2 separate regions of the Mus musculus genome follow, and region 1 is linked to region 2. A link is a contact called in public HiChIP or PLAC-seq data. All regions are on one chromosome and are shown on one strand. The core of a region is the stretch at or near the end of the contact, and the rest is flanking DNA. Distances in the headings are between cores, read along the strand shown. Region 1 overlaps Retreg1 (reticulophagy regulator 1). Region 2 has its middle 15 kb from the start of Retreg1.

Region 1 (4,273 bases), core at 1,553-4,052, 87 kb before region 2:
AGCTATTGAGACACATGGAGCACAGAGACTGAAGATAAGAGGACAAGTTTAGAGTCAGCCTGGTCTACATCGTAAGTTATAGCCAGCCAGAGATGCATGTGTGGGGTTTGTCCAAAAAGGGCAAAAAGAATGAAAGAAGGGCAAAAGAATGAAAGACAGAAACAAACCAACCAAGGGTCTCCTTGAGGGTTTTCAGAGATGACCTTTGAGTGAGAAACTACCTAGAGGCCAAGGCAGCACAGCTGGACCCTCGGTTGACTTCCTATCCTAACAGTCCTGAGATGCTGAGTCCTGGTACAGGGCTGTGCAGACTGGAGAATCCATGAACACTGGGTCCTGGCATCTGATGAAGGCCCTGTGTTGTATCGTGATGTGGCACCAAGCTGCCCTGTGCCAGACTGGGTCTCCCCTCTGCTCAGCACACTAGGGATATTATGCAGGTCTCACATAATTTCATCTAATCACAGTCACTCCCTAGAAGTCCCACCTCTAAATGCCATTAACGTGTGAACTCGGACATTAAATTTTTAACACACGAAACCTTCTTTTTTTTTTAATATATATTTTTATTACGTATTTTCCTCAATTACATTTCCAATGCTATCCCAAAAGTCCCCCATGCCCTCCCCCCCACTCCCCTACCCACCCATTCCCACTTTTTGGCCCTGGCGTTCCCCTGTACTGGGGCCACACGAAACCTTCTGGGGAACGTTTTTAACCATAGCCCTTACTACTGGGCAAGAGGGTTAGGCAAAACAGTCCAATACCAGGGCTGGGAAGGTGCCTCAGTGGGTAAAGAGGACTTTCACCAAACCTCATGACCTGAGTTCAATCCCCAGGACCCACAGGCCGGAAGAACAACAGCAATTTCTTCACACTGTCCTCTGATGTCCACATGTGCGCCACAGCACACAATAAATAGATAAAAATATCTACATTGTTTTGAAAGGTCTAATGTCAATTGATTTCCCTTGACCAGCTCCAAGTCATCCTCACTCATCTGTCCCTGCCCCCCCCCCCGCCCCCATCGCTGGCAGAAGAACCCATCTAACTTAGCTGGATGAGTCTAACAGCTCTTCTCAGAGAGAGGCTCTACCACACATGTTAGAGACTTCTGAGCCCTTTAATCTCACTATAATGTCTGAAATTAAATGCCATTTCCTATACCCTAAAGGAATGGGATCTCAAGATTTTTTTTGTTTGTTTGTTTTCCAAGACAGGGTTTCTCTGTGTAGCCCTGGCTGTCCTGCAACTCACTCTGTAGACCAGGCTGGCCTAGAACTCAGAAATCCGCCCTCCTCTGCCTCCCGAGTGCTGGGATTAAAGGCTTGTGTCACCACTGCCCAGCGCTATTTCAAGATCTTATTCCTTGCTAAAGGGCAAGTCCTTTGAGAGAGAGGGAGAGGGAGAGGGGAAGGGAGAGGGAGAGAGGGAGAGAGGGAGAAGGAGAGGGAGACAGAGAGAGAGAGAGCACTCTCACTTAAAAAAAATGCATGTGGGCCTTGGGTACCATGTGTCAGTGAGTCATCTCCACCTCTCCACATGATGTGACTGCTGTGTTTTTGACAGTGCTCAGGGCAAACACCAGGGAGAGGAAACACATTTAGAGCAGGAACTCTCTGCCTTTGGCTATAGTCACAGAACCACTGCGTTTTAGCAGGGGTAGGAACTGAGATCAGCACAGCCCTGTCCCTCCATTTTACCACAGCCACAGGAGAGAAAGAAATGATGGATCTCACAGGACCCCAAATCCGAAGAGATTTCCAGAGCCATGGTGCAACCCTGAGTGGTGGAGAACGCTAGGAAACTTAATCCTGCCACACATACCCAACTCCACTAAAGTGGAAAGCAGATGGCGCCTGGCTCCCACTGTGAGGACCCAGATGCCAACCTCACAGACAGATGAAGAGATGGGACTTGGACCACAGGAGTCTGTGATGTGAGGGATCTGGGCAGCTGCAGGATTAGTGCTTGATTCTGCTCCTGTGGTGTCTGGGGCTTGGCATAAAGGCAGCTTCGGATCAGTGGCTCTTCTCAAATCAAATGACAGTAACGACAGAGACCAAGAGCAGAGATCAGAGGAGCCCAATGTGCACGGCACAACAGTGCTGTTAAACGTTACATCTCTGTGAGCTGCATCCTGGCTGAAGCTCTGCGAGGCTGCTGCTCCCACTGTCCTCATTTTAAAGGCAGTACTGCAAAATCCAGAGGATCTCCAGGGCCTTAACTAATACAGCCCTTCCTCCTGGCATAGCACAGACCTGCTGAGCCTCTGAGCCCCGACAGGGATCACAGACCCAGTCTGTGGACGGAGAGGAAAGACAAGCACGTTGCTTGTTAAAGTAACACTGAGGAGCTCCGGAAAGAACCTGATGTGGTCTCACTCTACTTTCTAAGATTTTTCAGAGGTGACTCGAGTCACCTTTTCAGATATAAGGTCACACACCCTTAAAAGGAGCCCCACCTGCAAAAGCCTTAGCAACCCTGTTTACCCACAAAGAACAGGGTTTCATTTTTTAAATGGCCTATCGACATCCACAGTTAGAGCCCAGAGAAAGGAACAAGGCTTGGCTTTGTGGACCATTAAAATGAGACTAGAGGAAATAAGTTATTTTATCTCTGGACTCACGTGCTATACCGCAAGCCAACTGGGAGAGTCCCTGGAATTTGGTGACTAATCAGATGCTGGCCTGGGAAACACACCCCTGAATGTCATCAGACTTCAAGCATTTGCCCCAGGAATCCAGAAATAAGCTGTCATCAAAGGGACGTGTGCCCTCTGGAAACAACATCCAGGGCACATTTCGTAATCTGCAGCTGGGACTCAGAGAGCCAGGAGACAAGGAAAGGTCAAGACCGGGCCTGGCCCTTACTGCCTGCTCGTCTTGTCTGGAGCCCCTGTGTTCCTTCTGGAGCAGGAGCTCACGAGCGGTTGGCAGGTGTAACCATCGAGTCCCGCACTTGCCTCAAATGTGTTTGGAGTATCTGTCAGACCTTCACAATCATTTTATTCAGCAGCTAGTTAATGTCAGGTAATTACAGGTCCTCGGCTCTCTACTTATCAAATATGACTGAAGTGAGTGGCATGTTTTTAAAATAACCTTTATTTTTAAAAGCAGCGTAGCCTTGCATAAGGAAAGTGGGGATGGCATTTGGGATGAACAGAGATGTGCTCATCTTGAAGACAGCACATGGCCAAACACTTTTCCATGTAAAGTTTGTGTGTTTATATTCCTCTGTTTTCTGGGTTAAGAAAAGAATGTGTCTGACATTATATATACATACACACACACACACACATATACATATATACACACATATATATAATCAGTTCTTCTAAAAAATGTTTATTTATGTCTGTAATAGGTGTGGGGGGGCACCACATATACAGACATCAGAGATTAACTTTGAGGAGTCTCCTCTCCTTCTACCCTGAGGATTCCAGGGTTCAAATTCAGGTCCTCACACTTGGTGGCCCTTATATTTGGTGGCATGTGTCCTTTCCTGCTGAGCCACTTTGCTGGCAAAATCAGTTCTTCAGAATCCTTGTTCTAAGCTTGTTATTTTGTGTTTTGTTTACAATGCAAAGGATCAAACCCAGAAGCAAGCAAGGGCCAGATTTCTGGGCCAGCACTCCCACGCTTTTGCAACTGTTTCAATTTGGCTCTAGGGACTCCAAAGGGAATTTCTCAAATCAAGCACCTACCAACTACAAAATACCAACATAACAAGCCTGTCTGTGGGGTTTTCTTTCTGATGATGACCTTGGAGCAGTTGCTGTAAACTCGTGCGGCTTCTCAAGTACCAACCGAGCTCATGAGTTTGGCCTTGTCAACACATGCGTTGGTGATGCTTGGAAAGGTACAGACAGAGGCGGACCATACCTGCAGTGGCAGAGCTGCAGAGGCTTTCTGCCATCTCGGAAGGAAACCGTGCACAAACACTACTGTCACCCAGGAGTGATGTCACAGATCCCATCCTAGCACAAATTCGGGGAAGAAAGTCCCTGAAAGGCTGAACTTCTCACGCCCTTTGATTCTGTCCCTTCCCAAACTTCATTCACAGCCCAGTGAATCATTTACTAGGATAACCTAGTCTGGTAAAGCTACAGACCCGTTAATGAGAAACTGGAGCTAGCACTGGATCTAACTGGTGGTTGTAAGCAGAAGAGAACGGAGTTATAAGAAAGACAGCATCCAGTCCATGCTAATGTGGCTCTGAGCGTTCTCAGCTCAGCTGCCGTGGAAAGAGGGGCAGGAAATCTCACACCCCC
Region 2 (4,538 bases), core at 909-3,408:
GTGTAAGTCTAGAATTGTCTAAGTTAATGTGGCTTTGAAACGCCTCAAAACAACTGGGAAAAAAAGTGCTTTTCAGAAGACAGAGAAAATAGGAAATAGAGTAGCTCTAAAATAAGAATTAGGTCATTTCCTTTTACTTCCTGTTCCCCAAAGCAGTGCCTCATAGGTGACAGCAATTTTTCCTACTTGTGAACTGTTGCTTAAGATCCTTGTGACACCACTTAGCAGGGTAACACTGGCTTTTCTGGAGACAGGAAGAGATGAAATGTTTATCTTCTCCAAGAAGCAGAGTTCTGTACGTAAATTCCTTAGTGTTTTTGTTTGTTTGTTTGTCTGTGTTTGTTTGTTTTAATTGAGCTTCATCTGTCCCTAAGACCATGGAAGGGAAGGAACAGAGGTGAATAAATACCTTGCCATTGATGGGTACAGAATCAAACATGGAAAGAGGGAGCCAACACTTTTAGAGCAGCTAATAGCAGCCAAGGGGGCGATAGGAGGAGAAATTCTACTGGTAAGTATAAGGGCCATCAGGGACCCTGGTCTAAATACAGAGGAGCATACTAACTTCAATAAATTACATGAGGTTGGTGAAAAGACCTTTGCCGTTTCCAAAATTAGAACCAAGTGTTTGCAACAAAGAAGGCTTCTGAGCCAGGGTTTCAAGAGTGTGATGGCTATTCTTGGTTGTCAACCTGACTGCTTCCAGAATTAACAAAAACCCAAGCAGCTGGATATACTTGGGAGAGACGTTTTTCTTAGTTAAATAATTTGAAGTGGGAAGACCAAGTTTTAATCTGGATCTTTTGAGGTGGGAAAAATCCACCTTTAATGTGGGCCACACTTTCTGAAGAACATGGAAGAAGGAAGCTTACTCTTTGCCTGCTCTCTCTCCCTCTGTCTGGCAAGTCCATTCCTTTCCTGGCATTGGAGGCTACTTCTTCAGGATTCTGGTGTATACTGAAGACCAGCTGAGATGTCTGGCCTTGTGGACTGAACAACTACTGGATTCTCAGAACTTTCATTGGTAGATAACCATTATTGAACTAGTTGAACTACAATATATAAGCCATTCTAACAAGTCCCATATATACATATATATGAATGATATGTCCCATATATAATAATTAATTCTGTATATAATGTATATACACATATACATGAATATGTATGTATACACACACACACACACACACACACACACATATTCACTCTATAAGGTCTGCATCTGTTCACCTAGAGAATCCTAAGACAAAGAATATCAAGTTTTCCAGACAAATGGGTAGGCATCCCAAGTAAAGGGACCAGAACCCAGAACATGCAACATCAAGTGAGCATGGCATTCTTAAGAACTGACAACTAGTTAGTTCCTGCTTGAACATAGGATGCTTACACATACAGTGTCCCAGTTAGGTTTGTATTGCTGTGAAAAACTTGAGTTTGATTCTCCAAGGCCCGCACCATAGAAGAAGAAAACCAGCTCTGACAGCTTGTCCTCTGACTCCCACACCTACACTTTGCCACACGCACAAGCACACACAGACGTGTATAAATAAAAACAAATGTGAGTTTAGGAAGAAACTAATGATCATGAGATTTGTTGTCCTTACCAAGACATGGAGTAGAGAGGAAAGACAAACGAGAGAGAGAGAGAGAGAGAGAGAGAGAGAGAGAGAGAGAGAGAGAGAGAGGCTTGAGTTTTGGAGATGGTGCATTTCAGCTAGCCAGGTCCACTAGGACAAGCGCCCAGAAGACCTCTTGCTATTGAGTCGATTCTAGAATCCATGTGGTGTTCCTGGGTATGTTAGTGCCAAGGCACTAAGTGGCAGAAGCTAGGTGGCTTCATTTATGTCTTCCAATAAGCAAATCACAGAGATAAGCAAGCATAGGTGGACAATACAAAAGCCTGGAATTCCTCAGGGTGTGTTAACATTCTAATACGTATTAAGTGCAATGAAGGAGAACAGCGGGCAGCAGATCCGGACAGCTCGTTGAAAGAGAGGTAGGGGTGGTCAGGGAAGTGATGTTTTGAGTCGAGAGATGGAAAGCAACACAGTCACGTGACATTCAGGAAGCCAGGCCATGTCAGACAGAGCAAAGGGGAAGTGTGGGAGTCTCAAAGCTTAGACTGTCTTGCAAATAACTACTCAAGAAACCACAGGAACATCGCAGCAGCTGAACAGAGAGGTCAAGGGCAGGAGGCGGAGAAATGATAGCAATGAGCCCACAGAGCTAGTGGAAGAGAACGCTCACATGGAGAGAACGCTCACATGGCAAACAAGCACTTGTGAAACAGTGGTGACATGCTTGCCAGTGTTCCATTGGCATGACAAATCCCTGAGAAGGTCAACTGCAGGGCGGGCGGGTTAGCTATATTTTACTCACAGTTTCGAAGGTTTCAGTCTGAAGTCAGTTAGAACCACTGTTTCTGAGCCAGCACAGCATTGTGAGGGTGTATACTGCAAAGCTGCTCACCTCGTGGTGGTCAAGAAGGAAGAGTAGCAGGGAGGGCCCCGTTGCATTGTGTATGTCTTTAAGAGCACACTCTACTTTCCTCCAACTCAATCCCACCCCCAGATTCCCACCACTTCCCAGTTATACCTATAAATTACTAATCCATCCACAGACGATTCCATTGATGAGTTCCAGCCCTCAGGAGCTGCTTTCTCCAAAGTCATGCCTCTAAACACTGCAGTACTAATGTTCATCAGAGGAGTCATTTGAGGGCACACCTCTTCCAGCAGATGGGTTTTCTGCAAGTGATTCGATGTGACTTTCATCTTTAAAAGGCTGTTTAGGTCACCAATGAGGAGACTAGCATGGCATCAAGGATACAGGCTGACATCTGAAGGAATGTGAGAATCCGGGAGAGAATAGCAAGCATTCTTTCTTAAGTGTACTGTGCCTCACATACATCGTACTCAGCCAAGCAGAGGTGGAAGGAAGCAAACTAGATAGAAAGCCCATATGCTGAAGGGAGGGAACGTCACTTCTAAATAACACTAAAGACCCAGGACTGGGAAGCTGGGATCTGTGACAGAAAGGCAAAGAGCGCCTGATGAGTCTTGCGTCTTCATGCTGAAGTAAGTACGGACTGAGTACAAAAATTTAAACAAGACTATTGAAATAGGGATTAGGGGTGTCAGGGTACCACAAGAGCTGAATGGCTAGGGGTTCCTGAGAGATGAATGTGGTGGGGGTACTGTTGAGTTTCTGCAGACCGTGGCCATACACCTGAAGCGAGGGTCGGAGCCTGTGTGGTACACATGCACCCATAGGCCCAACTTCATGGGGGGCTTGGGTAGGAGGATAGCTCAAACCAAGGAATTTGAGGCCAGCCTGGATCCCACAGCGCAGCCCTATCTACTGTGTGGGAGCTCAGGACTGCAATCTTAGCACTGTGGACACTGAGACAAGCGTGCTGTAATTTCAAAGACAGTCTGGGCTTCATAGGCAGACACTGATCCTGAGAAAGGGAGAAAGAAAGGAAGAAAGAAAGAGAGAGAGAGAGAGAGAGAGAGAGAGAGAGAGAGGGAGAGAGAGGGAGGGAGGGAGAGAGAGAGGGAGGGAGGGAGAGAGAGAAAGAAAGAAGAAGGAAGATGGAGAAGAGGGGAGGGAGGGAGGAAGGAAGGAGAGAAAGAAAGAGAAAAAGAAAAAGGGAAGGAAGGAAAAAGGAAAGTGAATCACTGTTTCTCCATCAGCCTTCAACTGTTCAACTACAGAGTATTAGTGCTGCCCAAACAAACAAAACAAGTAGGTACTCTGTACATGTATGTGCCTAGACATATATGCATTGCTTCATAGAGTTATGAAAACCAAGAAACCCCACAGGCTGTTGTCTCTGAGCTGTCCCCTCTGGAAAGCCAACAGTACTGGTCAAAGGTCTGAGGTCCAGAGAGCAGTGATCCGTACACCAGCGAGGTTTCAATACCTGAGAGTCAAAAGCTCTCACGGCATACCAATGATCCTGCTTAGGCAGACAAAGCGACCAGAGTAACGTCAATTTTTCTCTGCCTTTGGCTCTTGCAAGTACTCTGCAGACTGGCGGGTGTAGGGATACTGAGGAGAATCATAAGCTCTGCTTAGCCACCAATTCAAGTGTTGATCTCCTCCGGAAACTCCCTCCTAGATACATCCAAAACTTGTGTTTAGTCAGCTGTCTGTGCCTCCTGGAGCTCAGTGAAGCTGACTCATGAAATTAACCATTACATATGAACTTGGAGAGATGGGTGGATCGTGGGTAGAATTACTCAATGCAGGGGGAGGTAGGCACAAAGTGGGAGTTGGAAGTATATAAAAAGGAAAGTTATTGCGATTCTGAACTGAGAGTGGAGACGGCAATGGACATTGAAGAAGGCAGTGACGTCACTCATCCAGAGGTAGGGTGGGGGTTGGAGTAATGATTGAAAAAGTATCGTTGGGATGAATGAGTTTGGAAGAGATGAGGATGGAGCGATTTGGGAACAGAGACTTGAGTTTGGAGGACGAAAGAGGTCATGGAGCCAAGAAGCCAGGCGACTGGATGGATTATTCTCGAGAGG

The links. HiChIP or PLAC-seq counts read pairs in DNA pulled down with a chosen protein or histone mark.
Region 1: an H3K4me3 HiChIP or PLAC-seq map of bone marrow-derived macrophages shows a contact between it and region 2, with 5 times the contacts expected there. The contact joins two enhancer-like sites. A contact is called at or near these places in 46 of 484 Hi-C or Micro-C datasets (B cells, CD4 T cells, CD8 T cells and 28 more), 12 of 115 datasets of contacts at active chromatin or transcription factors (the HPC-7 cell line, bone marrow-derived macrophages, embryonic stem cells and 5 more) and 2 of 9 other capture datasets (adipose tissue and liver).

The regions. Positions count from the first base shown.
Region 1 is chr15:25,913,705-25,917,977 of GRCm38.p6, reverse strand. The region is part of intron 3 of Retreg1 (reticulophagy regulator 1); the gene reads right to left. Among named protein-coding and RNA genes, the nearest start is that of Mir7212, 32 kb to the left of the region's middle. Within about 2 kb of position 2,802, at least 128 of the 459 cell types and tissues checked have an H3K27ac peak or open chromatin away from gene starts, as enhancers often do. A contact at or near this core is called in CD8 T cells, adipose tissue, bone marrow-derived macrophages and 3 more, where this site is marked.
Region 2 is chr15:25,826,246-25,830,783 of GRCm38.p6, reverse strand. No RefSeq gene overlaps it. Among named protein-coding and RNA genes, the nearest start is that of Retreg1, 15 kb to the left of the region's middle. Within about 2 kb of position 2,158, at least 103 of the 459 cell types and tissues checked have an H3K27ac peak or open chromatin away from gene starts, as enhancers often do. A contact at or near this core is called in CD8 T cells, adipose tissue, bone marrow-derived macrophages and 3 more, where this site is marked.